Regions from separate parts of the Mus musculus genome. Here all the other regions are linked to region 3. Evidence: chromatin contacts called from public Hi-C and HiChIP or PLAC-seq data. All regions are on one chromosome and are shown on one strand. Each heading gives the region's core, a stretch centred on a gene start, on an enhancer-like site or on the middle of the called end of the contact. The rest is flanking DNA. Distances are from core to core; before and after follow the strand shown.

Region 1 (4,079 bases), core at 889-3,388, 170 kb after region 3:
GACTTGGAGCCACAGAGAATAAAAGTATGTGGCAGAGACATAACATATTGTGTCCTATATACCTCACTTGAAAATAAACCTTTTAAATGTTAATATTGGAACCTGTCTCTTAGGAGTGTTGGGGAGGTGTCTTATTCATTCCTCCGACCAACCAACTATGGCTGACAAGTAGGGGTGAGCAGGCCCCACTCCTTGCCCTCTCTAGCCTTGGCAGGACTTTCTCCCTCCAGCCCTGGTGGTTACATTAATTGCTAATGACAATGGCAACCTTCACTCTGTGTGGTTTCCTGCCCAGATTCTGGATCCTTTACAAGGCTCCCTTTTCTTTTCTTTTCTTCCCCACCTCCCCACCCCCCAGATAGGAAATGCAATCTGAGACGTGTAAAGAAAAAAAAGAAGAAGAAGAAGAAAAAGAAAGAAAGAAAAAAAAAAACAACAGTGTGCTTATTGTCACAGTCTCCACTCCTCCTGGGTTCCCAGGCGACAGGGCTGTGTGTGCTCTGGGGTGCCTGCCCACCACAGGGAAGAATAAACCCAGACTCAAATCATAGGAAATTCGTAAACTGTGTTTCTCAGAGCTGTGTCTCTCAAGGTCTGTTTCTCTGCCATACGATCTCTATAAACCACATTGCTGCCAGCCAGGGCATGGGCCAAGAGGCGCCGGGAGCTCGGAGATAATGAATGCCAAATGCATGTGACAATAGTCTGATCCTCCAGAGAGCAGGACGGAAATGTTGTGTTTTTATATATGCATAGTGACTTATACACCTATGTGTGTGTATAGGCCTTGCATGTTCACACTCCCACACATGCGTGTGCATACCTACACATAGGTCCACCACACAATACCTCTTCATGGACTAAGTCCCCATTGCCAAACTCAGGTTAACTAACCTCCCAATTGCTCCATTAAATTATGAAGACAAAATAGCGATATGGATCCAGAGAACAAAGTAAAAGAGGAAGAAAATAATCAGACCCCATTTCCGCTGGAGATACTTGACATGGAAAAATTACTGACTGGGCTTGAAAAATCAAAATGTCTTGTGCCCAAGGACTGCCACAAGACCCAGCAGATACAAGGGGCCCACAACTGAAAAAAAAAAAAAAAAAAAAAAAGAGGTGAGGACAGATTCCTTGGCACCAAGCGTGAACTGGGAGAGATTGCCCATGCAATGAATCACCAGAGATCTTCCCAAAAACAGTTTGGCTCCTCCCAAGTCTGACCAAGCCTTTCAGTGCCTAACCAGTCACCAGTTGGCTGGGGATGGAGGGGAGGGGAGGATGAAGAGGATCTCCTCGCAGAAAACTAGCAAGCAAACCAGAAGAAGGCAAAAAGGTAATTAATGTTATAGCCTTTTAGATTCTAAAAAATACTGCGCTTAAAACCGCAAGTCAACGGAGCGGGCTGTCGGCGACCGATAAATGCCTCTACATTCACAGGCATCAGCAGTCTTCCCGTTACAAAAAAAAAAAAAAAAGTAATAATACATACATATTAATGGATTACATTTTGTCCTTTGGGGAACATAATTTTTAAAAGGGCCAAGGCAGCAGTAATAGTTCCTTTAAAAATTCTAAATGCCGTAATTGTTTTCTCTGAATTATGGTGCTAGGATTTAATTAGTGATGAATGTTCGGTGTGGGGTTTGGACATTTTTGATGAATTCAGCCAAACAGAAAAGTACTCTTGTCCTCGTGGTCCACTGTATAGAAGCAGTGTGTCCGAATTGGGTTTTTACTTTCTCCAGCCTGGTCTGAGTTAGAAAGGAGGTTCTTTATCCAGAGTTCAAGGACAAACACCAAATCTAGCCATTGAGATCCTGCAACTCAGCACACACTTTGAGGTCTTTTGGTTATGAGAAAGAAAAATAACAGGCAAACGGTAGAAACGCTCATATCTTTAGCAAGAAGTTGCCCAAATCTTTGGTCCAAGCCCTGGGTTTAAAGGACTGGGAGTTAGGGTTAAAGATATGGCCAGGGTAGGGATTTTTTTTTTCATTCATCTCACTAACAGGAACTAAGCAAGGTCTACTGGGCCCAGATTCTAAGTTGGACACCGCTCTCAGGGCCCTGGCAATAGAGTTCTTGCCTAGGGGTAAACACAATTGCTTTGTTCTGCTCTAAACCGCTTCTGTACAAAAGCAACTGGAGAGATGCCCAGAGTAGCACAATCCACAGGGGAAGAATCCTGGTGGCCCACACAGCAGGGCCCCTGGGGCCCAACTTGCTCCCCTGTCCACCTTTAGGACTTCTTTCATTTGAGACCTGGAAGCTGTCCTGGGTTCCCTGGATCCCCTATTAACATGCAAATATTCCTGGGAAAGGTTACACCTTGAGGCCCCATCAGCTAACCTCCAGCTCACTAGTTTCTTCTTAGCAAGGATTAGCAGAAATAGAACACCAAAAGGGCTCCAGGCACAGCCTGCCAGAAGTTAGGGTTCCTGTGGAAGGGAGCTAGAAGAACTCTTTCTCATGCTAAGATTTTTTTCTGGACAGCCAATTTTTTTAAAATTTGGCGACAACAGGTTGATGTTTTCATTCCAACCCAGGTTGATATTTCTAAACTGTAAAATAAAACAAAGTCCAGTTCTAGTAATTTTAAAGCTGTCCACTTGAATTCATTCACAAATCAAGGATCATCCTGAACGCCAGGTCTTCTGATAAGAGCACAAGAATGCAGTCTTTGCATAGTCCCTGGTCACATTGCAAGTATCACCTGCTCTAGGCAATGCTAATCCCCTAATGACAGTGAAGCTGTCAGAGACTGAGGGTCAGTTAAAACTGCAGGCCTAGGTAGGTAGGTAGAAGGTAGATATGTAGATAAGTATGTAGTAGGTAGATGGGTGGGTAGGTAGGAGGTAGGTAGTAAAAATGTCAGGCCTAGGTAGGTAATAAGCCAAAATAGAATACCTAGGTGGTCAGAGGAAGTGTTGTTTTGCTCTATCTAATGTTCTCTTTATTTTCTTTCATCTTTTCCTTCCTCTATTTCATTACTTTATTTGCACCTCCTCTCAACACCACAGCAATTTCTTATTCCCACACTCATCTACCCTACTCTTCTCTGGAGATCTGTTGAAGCCTATTGGTCCAGCTGCCAGGGGACTCCCTCATTCCTCTCAGTGAAAGTCTTAAGACGCTGTTCTGGAAACAGTGATGTCTGAGAGCAGAGGATCCAGAATCAGTAAGAAAGACCTTGGTTCGAATACTCACACTGGTTCTGCCACTTCTAGACACTGGAAGCAAGCAAGGTCTATGTCCTACACAGCTGCCTTCTCATTTGTCTCACAAAAGACTGGGTGACACTAACATGAGGGCTTGAGAATCATCTCTACTCTTGTTACCATAACATACTACGGAGCCTGCCATTTTCACTGACTACCTGGGTCTGCCAGTTTTTCACTCCCTATTTACCTACCAACCTACCAACCTACCAACCTACCTACCCACCTACCTACCTACCTACCTACCTAGGCCTGCCACTTCAACTGATCTTCAGGCTCTGTCATTTTCACTGGTTACCTGAGTATTTATGAAATTGAACTCCAAAATAATGTTCAGGTGAGGGGTGTGTGTGTGTGTGTGTGTGTGTGTGTGTGTGTGTGTGTGTGTGTTGCGCGTATCCATCTGTATACATGTATATACAGAGATAGGTATAAGGGTAACCCTGCTGGTGATTAGAATCACAAAGAGGTAAGAATGAGAACTCAGTTTAGATTGACCTAGTCAATCTGGATCAAGACCTCAGGGGGTCCAATCTCAGGTGGTTTATTCATTTAAACACAGTATAATTTGGAAAAAAGGTTTTCTGGTGTAATATAATCCCCGTACACAAGGAAGAATAATTACATCAAAACTTGACTCGGGGTGCATGCCATTTCTTCCAAGAAGATGAGTTCTAGATACAGGCTACCTGTACCGGCTTAAGGGCCTAAAGAAGAGTCTGGCCTGGCCTGATCTCAGCCATGCAGATAGCATCTAGAGGTCATTTGGCCTATTAGCCACTGCTGGTTCTGGTTGTTGGAAAATGAGGGCACATCTGGCTGTACAGATAATATAAAGGTCATTTAGATTACTAG
Region 2 (4,570 bases), core at 67-2,566, 240 kb after region 3:
TTGCCTGGGGTCACACAGCTAATAAATGAGGATTCTGGGATTGCAAGGAAGGTCAAGAGTGCAAAATTAATTCTCAGGGCCAACCTGGGCTACTTGAGAACCTAGTTAAGCTGGGTGGAATGATGTACATTTTTAATTCAAACACTCGGGAGCCAGAGACAGGTGGATCTCTATGAGTCTGAAGCCAGCCTGGTTTATGTAGTGAGTCCAAGACCTGCCAGGGCTACCTATGAAAATATCTAAAAACAAATGACAAACAAAACCAAATTAATCAGGGAGAGGTCTTACTTCTGGGTCATACCTTTTTACCTTCAAACCATCTTCAACATTTTGCCAACTGTGCAACACAAGGAACTGTGCCCTCTCCTCTTAGGCCTAGGGCATCTGTACAGTGAGGGGCCTGGGTCTGGTCCTCCCTCTGATCTTCTGTCTTTTACATGTAACTGTGGTGAGCTCTGGTCTTCAAATTATGCCCATCCTTCTCCTCAGGTACCTTTCTCATTCATTCATTCATTCATTCATTCATTCATTCTTTCATTCTTAGTGAGGCACTTACCTCCAGCTGCCTCTGGTCATATGCACAGCACACCAACAGGAACCCGCCATGGATCGGATCGTGTGACCAACTACAACAAATGTGTACACTCCAGCTCACTGGCAGGTTCTTAAGTTCTGGCACCTACACTCAGGGACAGAGCAAGCTGAGACACCAGAGGGTTAGAGACGAAGCAAGGTCCAGGTTGAGCAGGGAGGTGTAGCTGATGTAGGTCTGGCTCGGGACATAAGCACTGAAGTGGGTAGTATGAGCTGGCAGGCGAGGGTAGCAAGCCCAGTCAGTCTCAGTCATAATTGGAGGTGAGGGCACAGGCTAACCTGAGCTTGGTTCAAACCCGAGCCTAAGTCAGCTGGCTGGGGAGATGGCTTGGAAGGTAAAGTGTAAGGAGCAAAGCTCAGAACCCCAGAACCCAGGAAACCGTCAGATGGGTGTGCTGGCCTGCCTCTAATCTTGATTTGGGCCAGGCAAAGACAGGGGATGCTCAAAGGTAGCAGAGTAGCTAGACTAGCCAAATATGGGAGCTCTGGGTTCAAGTGAGAGATTTTTTTGACTCAATATATAAAGTAGGAAAGTGACAACCTCACCCAACAGCAACATCTGACCTCCATACTTGTGTGCCTTCCCATGTATGTGTGAGCATGCGTGCACACACTACACACACAGGCGTTACACAAACAGAAAGTAGGGGTCTGGGAGGGGAGGTCTAGATCCACTGTCCCCACCACAGATTCCCCACAGATGAGCAGGTGCTAATGGCTTTGTCCCAGGGTGACTGGAAGCCATGGAAAGCAAGCAGAGGCCAGACCTGTTAGAAAAATATCAACACTCTAAAGACCTCACAGCCTCAAGGATAAGTCCTGTTATTATTCTTATATGGACGGGGTAACCAGTAAGAGGTCTTCCCCACTTCCAGCCTTAGCTTTGAATCACACCAGAAAGATTTAGACACAGAGTCCCAGGGAAAACAGCCTGAACAGTCATCTTTCCCAGGGGAAACCCCAGCCTCTGACTGGCCACAAGGTTCTGCGTGCCTTGCCACTTAGGCCTGGGAATTGACAGGCCCAGCCCACCCAAATTACCCTCAGTGGGCATCTGCCTTTGGTTAAAGGCACAGCGCTTCTTAGTAGCTTAGAACATCAGCCATAAACAGAGCATCTGCATGGCGCATGGTGTCGTTTAAAAATAGCTCAGGCTTGGGAACCGCATTTTCCTTCCCTGGGAGTTCTTGGAATAAGAGCAGAAGCATCTTTGGTAAGATTTAGCCCTCTAACACGTTTCTCCAGTAAGCCATCTTTGGTCTCAGGGCCCTGGATAAGAGCAGGCTGCCATGCTGGCGCAGTCCTCCAAACAGCCACGAGGTGGCGCCATGGCTGCCTTGTGGGGGTCTATAGGCCCCAGGGCCCCCGCACTACAGTCTTGGCTCGCCCACCCCTGGGCCCGGGAGCTGGCTGCGGGCAGCGGCTTGGCAGCCTAGATCTGGGGGCGGATGGCGGGTGGTGTGGGGTTTCAGCCTCCCCGGAGGGCCCTCACTGCTGTGTGCTGAGCAAACGTTCGGGCCTGATGTCGGCAACATGCGGAACCAATTTACAGGGGAACTCGGCAGCCAAATCAGCCACCTTTGGGCGGGAGGCAGGATCTCTGTCGCCCCCAGGGGCTCAGGAGCTCCTGTTTGGAAAACCAGAGGTTTCCTTATGCTTAGGGACAAGACCAGCCCAGCTAAAAGTGTGGAGTCAGGGGTGAACTCACCTGTCCTAGGCAGGGCATTTTTAACCCAGGACTCATTGTCGTGTTTCATAAACTACCTAGTACCCAGGTCATCCTCCAGGCCATCTGCCAATCTTTAGGGAGTGCGAAGACAGCACTAGAATAAACCAGGAAAGCAACGTGGGTTCAGGGCACTCACACTAAATAATCTGACTCTTCGGCTGGGCCAGGGCACTTAAACACAGACCCCTCAAACGCAAGGCCATGGGGCCTAGACCGGAGCTCCTCACAGCGCGGGCACAAAAGCAAAATGAGAGAAAAGGTTTGACTCACAGTTCAGGGTCCATCATGGCAGAGTAGTGACTGCAGCAGACCTTAGTGGGATCTGGTCACTTTGTGTCCACAGTCAAGAAGCAAAGAGCAGTGAGCCCATGGTCACCTTTCTCATACAATCCACCATTTTCTACAATCTAGCCCCCTCCAGCACAAACTGGCTCTACTCACAGTAGGTGCATATTTGCATCTCACTTAACACAAGATAATTCCCCACAGGTCTGCGCAGAGGCCCTTGTACCGGGTCTCATCAAGATGAGAACTTTGACCATTTGTGGGGCAGCTGTGTTGACAACCACTGCAGTGCAATACTCTACTCTTCAAGCTTCTAAAGACGCCAGTCTTCACATTGTGGTTCAATGGAAGAGCACAAAGCCCTGGAGTCCATCGACAGGACCACCCCAAAATAAAAGTCCTTAAGTCCTATTTCCTTCCAAGCCAGCCAAGTGACAGCCAAGTGCTGGCCCCAGAGCCAGCCAAACCTAGCTTTCCTTCTGCCTGCTGCACGCTGTGGCTACTTCCCATGCCCTCTAGCTCCTCCATTGCTTCCTTAGGCTGACTGATACTGGGAGTGCTCAGGCCTGCTCAGGTCTGCAGAAAGAATTCATCTGCCTCGAACCAGCAGGTGTGGCCAACACTGAGAACTAGATGGGATTCCTCTGTCTTTTGGTTAATGTAGGAAGCCCATGGAAGACCCAAAGGAGTAACAAAAGACACCATTTGTGGTCCCCAGAAAGTTTATGTTTTTAGTAAAGCTGACAGATAGGAATCAGTGAATCACAGAAATGAGTGTAAAATAACAACATGGCCCGGTGCTGCAGGGGAGGGCTCTGTGGAGCTAGCCAAGCATCTGCAGGTATCAGGAAGGCTTCCCAAAGACAGTGAGGGCTAAAGCTGCCTCCAGGTCAGGTAAGGAGAGAGATGTTGCTGGTAAAGGGCTCACATGACAACGGACCAGCAGCATGTGCAAAGCCACGGGCCTGCTCCGAGGCACCTGACACAGAGAGATGAGCTTAGAGCAAGCCGCAGGGGCTGGGCTATGGACTGGAACCTTGTTCTGTAAATAAGAGCAGGGCTGCTGAAAGGGTTAAAGGCCAGCAGGGCTTTGAGCCTGCTTGTTGAAGTTGGTGATAAGGAAGACCAAGTAGAGTGTGTGTACTATTCCTCCAACCGGAGGAGGGATGGATGGCATGTGATTTCATATGCTGAGCAGCCCAGTGGGCCAGATGCTAAGGGAAAGACTCTACAAGTGGAGAGAACCCAAACTGAGGCTTCCTTGTCCCTGGTCAATGAGACTGTTCCTGCCACACCAAACACTCCAGAAAATAATCAATTAATTTCTTGGGTTGATGACATGTAGTTAAAGTGTTTTTGTGTTTTAAATACCCATAAGCAGGAGAAGCTGGGCATGTTGTAAGGGAAGTAAGCTCTCTTTCACGTAACTTCACAGGACAACAAGAGCCAGGCACACCAAGATCTGGCCATGGCAACAGAGCCAACCAAGCATGTGCTGCATCCAGGATGGAGGGACCTGTGAGCTCGTGGCCTCTGCCAGCCAGTGCAGTGCCTCCCTTGCAACCTTCATGGCTCAATGGTCAGGGTTTATAATTCATAGATAGCAGGAAACATGACATTTTATACAGTGCTTCATTTAAATGTACAAATATAATCCTGGCACTGTGTTAGATGGGCAACGAAGGCTGCTATCCCTAGATACAGGCATATGGAGCCTGGGAGAGCTGGGGACCAATACCCTTGGGATGGAAAGCTCTGGCCTGCACAGAGGCCCGAGGAGAGGCAGCATGGCTGACTGGCTGCGGCCAGGACTTCATGTTGTCAAACAAGGATTAGTGATGAATTGTGAGGCACGTGACCTTGAACGAGAGTCCGATCATCTCTTTCCTCAGCTATAATAGGTGGATAATAATTTGTCCTGTCAAGCAAATCATGGAGGTGATGACACCCCATAATGTGTAA
Region 3 (4,646 bases), core at 1,271-3,770:
TATTAACAGAGCACATCACTACCTGGTCCAGTTTGTTTTTCTTTCATCTTTTGTTTTTTATAATCAGGTCTATTGAACTGTACTTTGCATGCAATACCATCCCCTCCCTCTGAGAATGCAGACCTCTGGGCTTTGACTTGTATGTGCACACATTCAGCAAGACTGAGATCATGTGCCTGTTCCCCTTCATAGCTAGGCTCCTCCGTATACCCCAGGAAGCCACCATTTACCTCTTTCATACTTCAAGTTTGCATCAGACCACCTTCGACACAGACACCTCTCATTCAGAGCCCTATGCTGGCCCCATCTGCAGAAGGCCCACCCCACACCCCATACTTCTTTCAGATACCTTGGATATTCTTGCTTTAATATTCACTTCATCTGTACATCTATTTGTTGGGGTTGTTTTGGAAACAGAATCTCACTCACTGTATAGCCCCTTGCATTCTCTACATGGCCTTGAATTTTTAATGTAGACCAGCCTGGCCTCCAACTTCCTACAACCCTCTGCCTCTGCCTCCCAAGTGCAGAAATTGTAGGAATGTGGCCCCATGCCTGACTCATTTGTTCTGTCTTCATTTAACCCTATAAACTCTGTGAATGAAAGGTCTCAGTCTTCAGTTTCAGTCTTCAGTTCCACCCTTTTAACCCCAGAGCATTGTGTGTAGAACATTTATTGAATGGATAGACAGATAGATGGATGGATAGGTAGATAGGTAGGTAGGTAGGTAGGTAGGTAGGTAGATAGATAGATAGATAGATAGATAGATAGATAGATAGATAGATAGATACATGGTACTACTTTCTCCTGTGCAAGTAGCTATGATTGATAGCGTGACTGATTCTGAAATGATTTTAGCACTTAGGGAGCTAAAAGATGAAGGGAAATCTTGTGATAGTATGCAGATAATTGGAGCCTTGAATAATCCCTTACTATGCACTTGTAAAGCATCTACTGAATGCCAGGCTCGTTCCTGGTCCTTCGTATATCGTCATTCATTTCATACTATGACCAACTGTATGGAAAGCATGGTCGTTTTAGATTTAAAGATGAATAATATTGAGTATTTTTTTAAAAAAAAAAAGGGTTAAATAACTTCTGGCCAGCCAGAGTGCAATCAGATGCAGTAGTAATTTCAAGCTGAAGTTTTATCTGGTTCCAGAAAGAGAGACCTAAGAGAAAGACCATGAGGAAAGAGAGAAGAGAAGGGCCACGGGGAAAGAAGGTAGAGAGACTACGTGGAGAAACCCTGAGACAGTGTGTCCAGAAGAAGTCCTGATGAGCAGGTCACTGAGGGATTCACCATCAGTTCACCAGGAGAGAACAGACATAGGCAATGCTCGGACCAGAGCAAGATGGTGAGACTCAGCTTGAAGGTAAAGGGCCCTGGGGCTGAGCAACAGATAGCTTAGACTGTTAGAATAGATGAATACCTGCCAAGTCACAGAGGTTAAAGCTTGGTAATCAACTTAATAGATCTTTGTGTCAATTATTTGGGAAGTAGGACAAGAACACATACGACTTCAACTTTTAAATTACTACTACAGACAGGACTTCGGGCCCAAACAACACGTGTAATAGTTAAGACAAAGTAACATTAGGGCAAGTAAAAGAGAAAAAGGTTGAAGGCATGCCCTGGTCAGGGAGGTCAGACTCCAGCACAGATTAAGGTCTAACCAGGAGAATCAGAAATGGGAACATTCACTGTAAATTTTACATCTGATCCTTTCTGAGGAACCTTTTAACCCCAGGGGAAACCTTTTCAGACCTCCCAGGTGTCACCCAAGTAAGATATAGCACAAGGGTTCAAGAGGTCTGGTAGAATTGTTCCCACACAACGCAGTTCCGGAACACTCTGGAAACTGAGGCTTTAAGCAGATGCACCCAGAGTCGCTGCTCTGGCTCCCCAAGGACACTTCCAAGAGGCTTGCAGTTCTCATCTATGGACAGTAGGTGGCAGTAGGTCGTGAGAAATGTGGGTTCTCCTGGGCCCTGGCTATGGAGACCTAGCCTGCAGAAAAACGCGGCTGGGCTTGAGTTGCGCCTGGGAGCACACCCCCCGGGGGGGGGGGGGGGGGAGTGGGCCGCACTGCCCAGGTCAGCGAGGATCTTGCGGGTGGGGGCTCCATTGGCTCCTGCAGCGTTGTAGTCATGGGGAGTTCCCAAAGAGCGCCCAACCCATCCTGCCTCCCCCATCAGACCTTGTGCCAGGCGTGGATTCCCCTGCCTGGGCAGACAACCTGGTTTTGTTGTTGTTTGGTGGGAGAGGGGAGCGCGGAGGGAGCACAAAAGTTTACTTTTTATTTTCTAAGCTAAAGAATAAACCTCTGTTCAGGGGGACATGGCTGTATCCATATAGCTCACGTCTGGCTGCACAGAAGTGAGGTGTGCTTTTTCCTTCCCGTGGTACCAATGCCTGATGGGGTTCCCTGGGGGAGACACCTGTTTTATCCAGACCTCTGGTCTGCACTTACAACAAGGATCTCATGGCGCTGTTGTCTTGACCTTAGTAGCAGCCAGCTTTGCACCACTTGGATGCAGTATGTCCCAGCAGGGCAGTGGCTGAGAAGCTGCAAATATGATTCTCTCAGGACCTGGCCTCTTGGCTCTACCAGGACCTGGGCATTAGCCTACCCAGGCTGGATCTAGACCTCTGAATACTCTTTCATTTAACACCTGCACAAATCCTGCCATCCTCCCTTCCACCCCTCCCACATTGAAAGAGTCTCTCTCTCTCTCTCTCTCTCTCTCTCTCTCTCTCTCTCTCTCTCTCTCTCTCTCTCTCTCTCCTGGCAAACTCTTACAGTTGCCATAAGGCAAGTGGAGACTGAACACGGAGATCTCTGGGTGAGTATTTGTTAAAGGTTACAGAGCCAGTAGTCCAGTGCCTGACCTCAAACCCCAGGCTTCAAGGCATCCTTCACCTCCCACCCCTCTGCCTGCCAACAACAGGGCTGCTTCCGGGGCTCCCGGGCCAGGCCAGCCAAGGAAGCACAGACAGCCCCAGTGCATCTTTCTCTCTCGATCAGTGGGCAAATTAATTCACGCTATCTTTACATTATGTATAATGCTGCATGATTTTATTTTGCTTCATTCCCGAAATCTTTTACAGTAATTAGTAGCCGAGTAAAATATAAAAATTAATGCAATATAACACTTTAATGGTAATAATACACCATCCTGTCTAATTAATAAAATCTGTTGTTTCCAAGCACGGTTATTTATTTGACAAATTGATGGCACACATCCTGTTCATATCCCCTTTCCCGGCTCCCATCCTTTCAGTTTATTGAATAAAATTGTATCAGGAAAATAAACAGATTGTCTTCTGACCTGACAAGCGAGTGAGGAAAAACCCCTCACTCACACAGCCCTAATTGTTCTCAACAATATTCGCTAACATGCATCAAGAGGGCTTGGAAATGAAGCCTCATTTCCTAGCTCCTGTATTTTTTCCATTTAATTTAAATCTTTATAATTGTGTCTTCTTATTTTTTAGGGACTGGGGACCTAGCGAGTTTGAGGGGTGAGCTTTGTCCCTGTGGGCTGTCATTCTGATGGCCTTAACAAGCAGGGATGGTTCCCACTCTGCATAGAGATCAGAGTGGAGAGCTAGGCTCTTCTGAGCCCTGGTGGAGCACACTGAAGTCACCTCCAATGTGGCAGAAGAGGACCAGATAGGGAGCCGGGGACAGTCATATTGGAGGACTGTCATTAGGGATTAAAAGGGACATGGAAGGAGGGGTTCGGGCAGGATTCTGAGGCTTGGTGACGTCTGCTGGTGGGAGTGGAGCAGGGAACAATGTCCAGCCCGAGCGAGCATGTGCCGTTGGAACAGAGTGCTGATCTAATTACAGAGCCACTCTGTGCTCCCTCTCTCATGTAAGACAGGACGTTTATATGCTAAGTGTGAAAACATGAAAGCCTTAAGCTATAAATAGAACGGCAGAGATGGAGGGAGACGCACACAGAGGAAGAGAAGGCAGAAAGAGGAAGTAAAGGAGAGACTTGCCCCTTGCAGGTTAATTTCTAGCGTTTTTCCCTGAAAGAAAAATGATGTGCTGTGGTTGGTGTTCAGGAAGAGCCCCCGTCACCAGCTTTTAAGCTACATTTACTGCAAGAGAAAAGGCCCCCAAGTGCACACACGTGAGGACTCATCCGCTCTGGTGAAGTGACTTCTACACCAGAGAGACATCCACACAGAGACACAGAGTGCAGCCATGTGTGAGCGTGACTATGGAGTCCACACCACTGAATCAACACAGTCCCGCCCTGTCTAGGATGCCTAGAACATTGTACTGGGCCACCACAGTAACAACGTCTTTCCCTGAGGTCTGTGCGGGAGTCTGGGGGTGCTGGCCCTTCCTTGTCATTTCTCCTGATCGGCCTCTTCACCTTCACCACTATTGTATGCCAATGCCTTATCTTAATAATTCTTACCATAATGATCAAAAGCTTAAATAAGATTTATCCACGCAGAGGTCACTGATACCTTCTGACTAACACCCAGGTACACAGAAGGTGATCAATAAATGCCATGGGAACCAGCACCTTCTACTTTGGCTGCCGACGAAGTATTTCATGGCATAGGTTACCATCCCTGCCCATTTCATGAAGCAGGCCCAATCTCCTTCTAAATGGAAAC
Region 4 (4,086 bases), core at 68-2,567, 190 kb after region 3:
AGTTGACTTTGATCATGGTGTTTATCATAGCAACAAAAGCAACCTAGGAGAGTTTCTAGAAAACATCCAGAGTGATCATCTGTCCTCAGCAGTGTGCTCAAAGTACCAAGCGGGAGCAAAGGACAGCAGCCTCCTGAGGTGGGCTGCAGCACTGCCCTGGTTTCCAGAAAGGTCCAGGTGTTGTATCTCTAGCTTCTCAGGGACCGAGAAGATGAGGTGTAGAAGCTACCACCTGGTAGCCTTAGCCATAAAAGTAACACTGTGAAAAATCGATTTGGTGGGTAACAACGAGAAGTTAACGCAGGAGCCATTACCCTTCGTTAGCCAAAACTTTGGCAGCGACTTTTCCAGGCTCCAGACAAGCCCCCGGAGAGCGCCCGCGCAACCCAGAAGCACTCCATCACTTATATGAACGCAAACGAGTGCAAACAGATTGTCGAGATGTCTGCTCACATCACCTCTTTTTTCTTGCAAGGGATCCCCTCTGTAATTACATTTTGGCTGTCAGTTCATAAATTTTTCTTATTACAAACTGGCCATTATTGATTGCTTTTTAAAAGTACTAAAACCGAGCCCAAAGCTGTAGATCTCTCTGTAAATTCAAAACATGCTGTGTCTAGTCTCAGTCACTGGCCAGTGAGGTGAAGGGGAAAGTCTCGGAGCTCCTTTGCGGCCTCTGATCAGAGGCAGGCTTCTTACTGCACATGCTCCATCTTCCAGGCTTAGCCACAAGGCCTTTGTATTTTAAGCCACAATGAAAATAATAAATAAAGGATAAACTGGCTTGGCAGACACTGGCACTTTGTTAGCCAAGATCTCATTGTTGTTCTACTGGGTCTGACTGCTCAACGGGTTCCATTTGGGCTTTGGCATTTATGAGCAGATACTAACAGCTAAAGGAGAGAGAGGAAGGTGGAAGGACAGTTAACACTTGCATTTGAAGCTCCTAAATTGGATGGGAATATTCCTAAAATATTCCACCTTGTGGTGGTTCTGTATTTAAGCCTATCTGGTTTTTTTTTTTTTTTTTTTTTTTTTTTTTTTTAAGAAATCTCAGGTGAAGTTTGTGTTCTGGAAATAAAAGAATGGGATTTGTCATTGTTCAAGGTTGGAGGGGAATTTCTAGAATCCTCACTAGTCACAAGGAAGGGGACAATACCATCAAAAGACACGGAAGAGTCCAAGCCTCTGCTTTGGCTGAGCAGCCTGAGAAGAAGAGGCCCCCAGGGTAGGAACTCCAGGATGCTCCCAGCCCCCTAATGCAGTCTCAGGAAACCCAAGGGCAGGCTGCCAGCCTCAGCCCTGTAATCCACCACTGTACAGCCTGGGCTGGGCAGAGAGGGGAGGGAAGAAGCTGCCTGTGGATGGTGCCTGCTGATTGGGACTGGATGGAGCCCAGCAATCAGAGAGCCCCTGAGTGGTTTGCATGGCCCCTGACTTGGGGAGCTGACTCAGGAAGGCAGCGCTACCAAGCTGGCCTAGAAACAAAGCTTCTTTCAGGTCTGAGTCTGTGCTTAATCTCAAGATACTGGGCTGATACCTCAGTAGTGAGAAAGCTAAGTCAGGCCAGAACGGGCATCCCACCTGGGGTCAACAGATGGCACGAGGAGGGAGACAGGGTGTCTATAAACTAGAAATCAATCATCTAGGGTCCTTCCAAGTATCTGAACAATGTGCCAACCACACTTGGGAGTAGGAAGCCATAACTTCTGCTGGGTCACAGGCCTTTTGTTTTTCTTCCCAAGTAGGGATCTGTGGTCTGTGGCTACATGGTATCCACCCTGTAGCCCCTTCAGCCCCAACACTAGCGCTTAGAAAGAGGAGGGATAGACAGAAAAAAGTATGTAGTCACATGTTGTCTTGGGAGCTTTGATACACCCACCACCACCAGTACCATCACCATCATTACTGTAACCATAACGTCTTGTTTGGTTTATAGGATAGCCTTGACCACGACACCAAACCCAAGGTACAGACAAAATGCCACAGCCGAGGCTCTGGTAGTGGTCCTAAGCACTGTTGTTAAGCACTGGGTTGGAGGTGAGACTCCTCTCTCCCCACTTGTCTTCTGTGGATTACTAGATAAGACAAGAAAGTGCTGGGTTGCTAAAAGGAGCACAAATCCAGGGGTGAGTCTTCTGCCTACAGCCACCTCTACTCTACCTGGTGTGGCTGGAGAGACTGCTGAACTTTGGGGCAGTGTCTCCACTCCGGCATTGAGATCAGGACAAAACGAAGAGATGGGGATGAGGGAGAAGTGGGAGGACTGTAGATGGCTTACCCCCAGCCTTGCAGAAGAGAGCACTCGCCTCTCATTCCTCACCCAGTACCCCAGTGTTCTCACTGTCCTCTACTGACCAGTGGCAAAACCATACACAAGGAAGTCAAGCAACTGACCCCAGATTACCCAGGCAGAGATCAGCCCCAGGAAATTTACAGAGGGACATTTGCTGCACTAGGAGAGATGTTGTGAGACTCAAGTCCAAAGACTTCTTGGAAAGCAGGACACATTCGCTGAGTCCTAGCCAAGAAGTAGAATCTGAGGGATGGAGAAATGGGATGAGTTAAGAATAGCATTGTGATGATTTGTATATGCTTGGCCCAGGGAGTGGCGCTGTTAGGAGACTTGGCCTTGTTAGAGTAGGTGTGGCCTTGTTGGAGTAGGTGTGTCACTGTAGGCATGGGCTTTAATATCCCCATTCTAGCTGCCTGGAAGCCCAATCTTCTCCTAGCTGCCTTCAGATGAAGAGGTAGAACTCTCAGCTCCTCCTGCACCATGCCTGCCTAGACACTGCCATGCTCCCACCTTGATGAAAATGGACTGAACCTCTGAATCTGTAAGCTGGCCCCAATTAAAGGTTGTCCTTATAAGAGTTGCCTTGGTCATGGTGACTATTCACAGCAGTAAAACAGACCAAAAAAAAAAAAAAAAAAAAAAAAAAAAAAGACAAGCAGTTAAGAGTATTTGCTGTTCTTGCAAAGGACCTATATTTGGTTCCCAGCACCTGCACAGTAGCTTATATCAATATGTAATTCCAGTGCCAGGGTATCTAATGTCCTCTTCTGGTCTCTATGGGTTACCCATACACATGGTACATAGACTTACATGCAAGCAAAACACCCATGCATAAAAATATAAAGTTAAAAAAAGTAGGGGCCAAGGATCCCCTGGGGTGACACCAGTTCTCCATTGAGCCATGCTTGCTATCTGGGGAAAGAGCCAGCTCCATTCTCTCCACTCCTGCCCTAGCACCATCAACTTACATGTTGCTAAGAGTCTCCAATGGTTCTCAACCTTCCTAATGCTGTGACTCTAATACAGTTCCTCATGTTGTAGTGAGCCCCAACCATAAAATTAATTCATTGCTACTTCATAGCTATAATGTTGCTACTGTTTTGGATCATAATATAAATATCCGATATGCAGGATAGCTGATATACATTCCCTATGAAAAGGCCACTCAACCCCCAAATTGGTTGTGGCCCACAGGTTGAGAATGGCTTCTAGAGGTTGTTACAGCTGCAGGTTCACAGAGCTCCTTCTGGTCTCCAGGCTTTAACCATTCCCATGTGTTCTTATGACAGGAGCCACTGTCTTTCTTCCTGGTTCTCGCAGAGTGGACTCCCTTTACCAGAGGAGGCCAGACTCTGCTTCCACACTAACCACTGCTTAGGAAGGAGACAGACAGGGACAACCTCCAAACCTCATCCTCAGACTTCAATGTCATCCCCCAACCCTGGACAGTATGTCCTCTGTAGAATCTGGATAGCACCACAGTCCCACACCAGGCAGATGGTACAGAGATAACCACAGCACAAGCACGAGAGGCTGAGCACAGTCTCTGGTCCTGGGTGAAGTAGAAGCTCCAGGGCATCCCTGTCTTCATCATGCACATAGCCCCAGAGGTTCCATTACCAACATCCCAGTCAATATAATGTGGGAAGGAGCCATGGGAAGCCATAGGATCCCACTGAGAACAGCTTTGCCTTCTGCCCCAGAACAGGAGCATCCCACACAGTACCCTCTGCCAGATCCAGGATAACAAAAACCTGTAGCCTTCATGGGGAAGGACCTTGCCTCAGTCA

The links. Hi-C and Micro-C count contacts between places; a contact is called where the count stands out from the background. HiChIP or PLAC-seq counts read pairs in DNA pulled down with a chosen protein or histone mark.
Region 1: an H3K27ac HiChIP or PLAC-seq map of neural progenitor cells shows a contact between it and region 3, with 7 times the contacts expected there. The contact joins two enhancer-like sites. A contact is called at or near these places in 15 of 484 Hi-C or Micro-C datasets (the N1E-115 cell line, Sertoli cells, cranial neural crest and 9 more) and 6 of 115 datasets of contacts at active chromatin or transcription factors (T-cell acute lymphoblastic leukemia, craniofacial prominence, large pre-B cells and 3 more).
Region 2: a contact with region 3 is called in a Hi-C map of the N1E-115 cell line, with 3 times the contacts expected there. The contact joins two enhancer-like sites. A contact is called at or near these places in 19 of 484 Hi-C or Micro-C datasets (the G1E-ER4 cell line, the HL-1 cell line, the N1E-115 cell line and 9 more), 7 of 115 datasets of contacts at active chromatin or transcription factors (astrocytes, embryonic stem cells, large pre-B cells and 1 more) and 1 of 9 other capture datasets (embryonic stem cells).
Region 4: a Hi-C map of the N1E-115 cell line shows a contact between it and region 3, with 3 times the contacts expected there. The contact joins two enhancer-like sites. A contact is called at or near these places in 3 of 484 Hi-C or Micro-C datasets (the N1E-115 cell line, epidermal suprabasal cells and uterus) and 1 of 115 datasets of contacts at active chromatin or transcription factors (oligodendrocyte precursor cells).

The regions. Positions count from the first base shown.
Region 1 is chr7:115,380,908-115,384,986 of GRCm38.p6, forward strand. No RefSeq gene overlaps it. Among named protein-coding and RNA genes, the nearest start is that of Gm45999, 15 kb to the right of the region's middle. Within about 2 kb of position 2,139, at least 29 of the 459 cell types and tissues checked have an H3K27ac peak or open chromatin away from gene starts, as enhancers often do. A contact at or near this core is called in muscle stem cells and neural progenitor cells, where this site is marked.
Region 2 is chr7:115,451,580-115,456,149 of GRCm38.p6, forward strand. No RefSeq gene overlaps it. Among named protein-coding and RNA genes, the nearest start is that of Gm51455, 44 kb to the right of the region's middle. Within about 2 kb of position 1,317, at least 38 of the 459 cell types and tissues checked have an H3K27ac peak or open chromatin away from gene starts, as enhancers often do. A contact at or near this core is called in the N1E-115 cell line, where this site is marked.
Region 3 is chr7:115,214,996-115,219,641 of GRCm38.p6, forward strand. No RefSeq gene overlaps it. Among named protein-coding and RNA genes, the nearest start is that of Gm34282, 85 kb to the left of the region's middle. Within about 2 kb of position 2,521, at least 140 of the 459 cell types and tissues checked have an H3K27ac peak or open chromatin away from gene starts, as enhancers often do. A contact at or near this core is called in the N1E-115 cell line, muscle stem cells and neural progenitor cells, where this site is marked.
Region 4 is chr7:115,410,329-115,414,414 of GRCm38.p6, forward strand. No RefSeq gene overlaps it. Among named protein-coding and RNA genes, the nearest start is that of Gm45999, 14 kb to the left of the region's middle. Within about 2 kb of position 1,318, at least 25 of the 459 cell types and tissues checked have an H3K27ac peak or open chromatin away from gene starts, as enhancers often do. A contact at or near this core is called in the N1E-115 cell line, where this site is marked.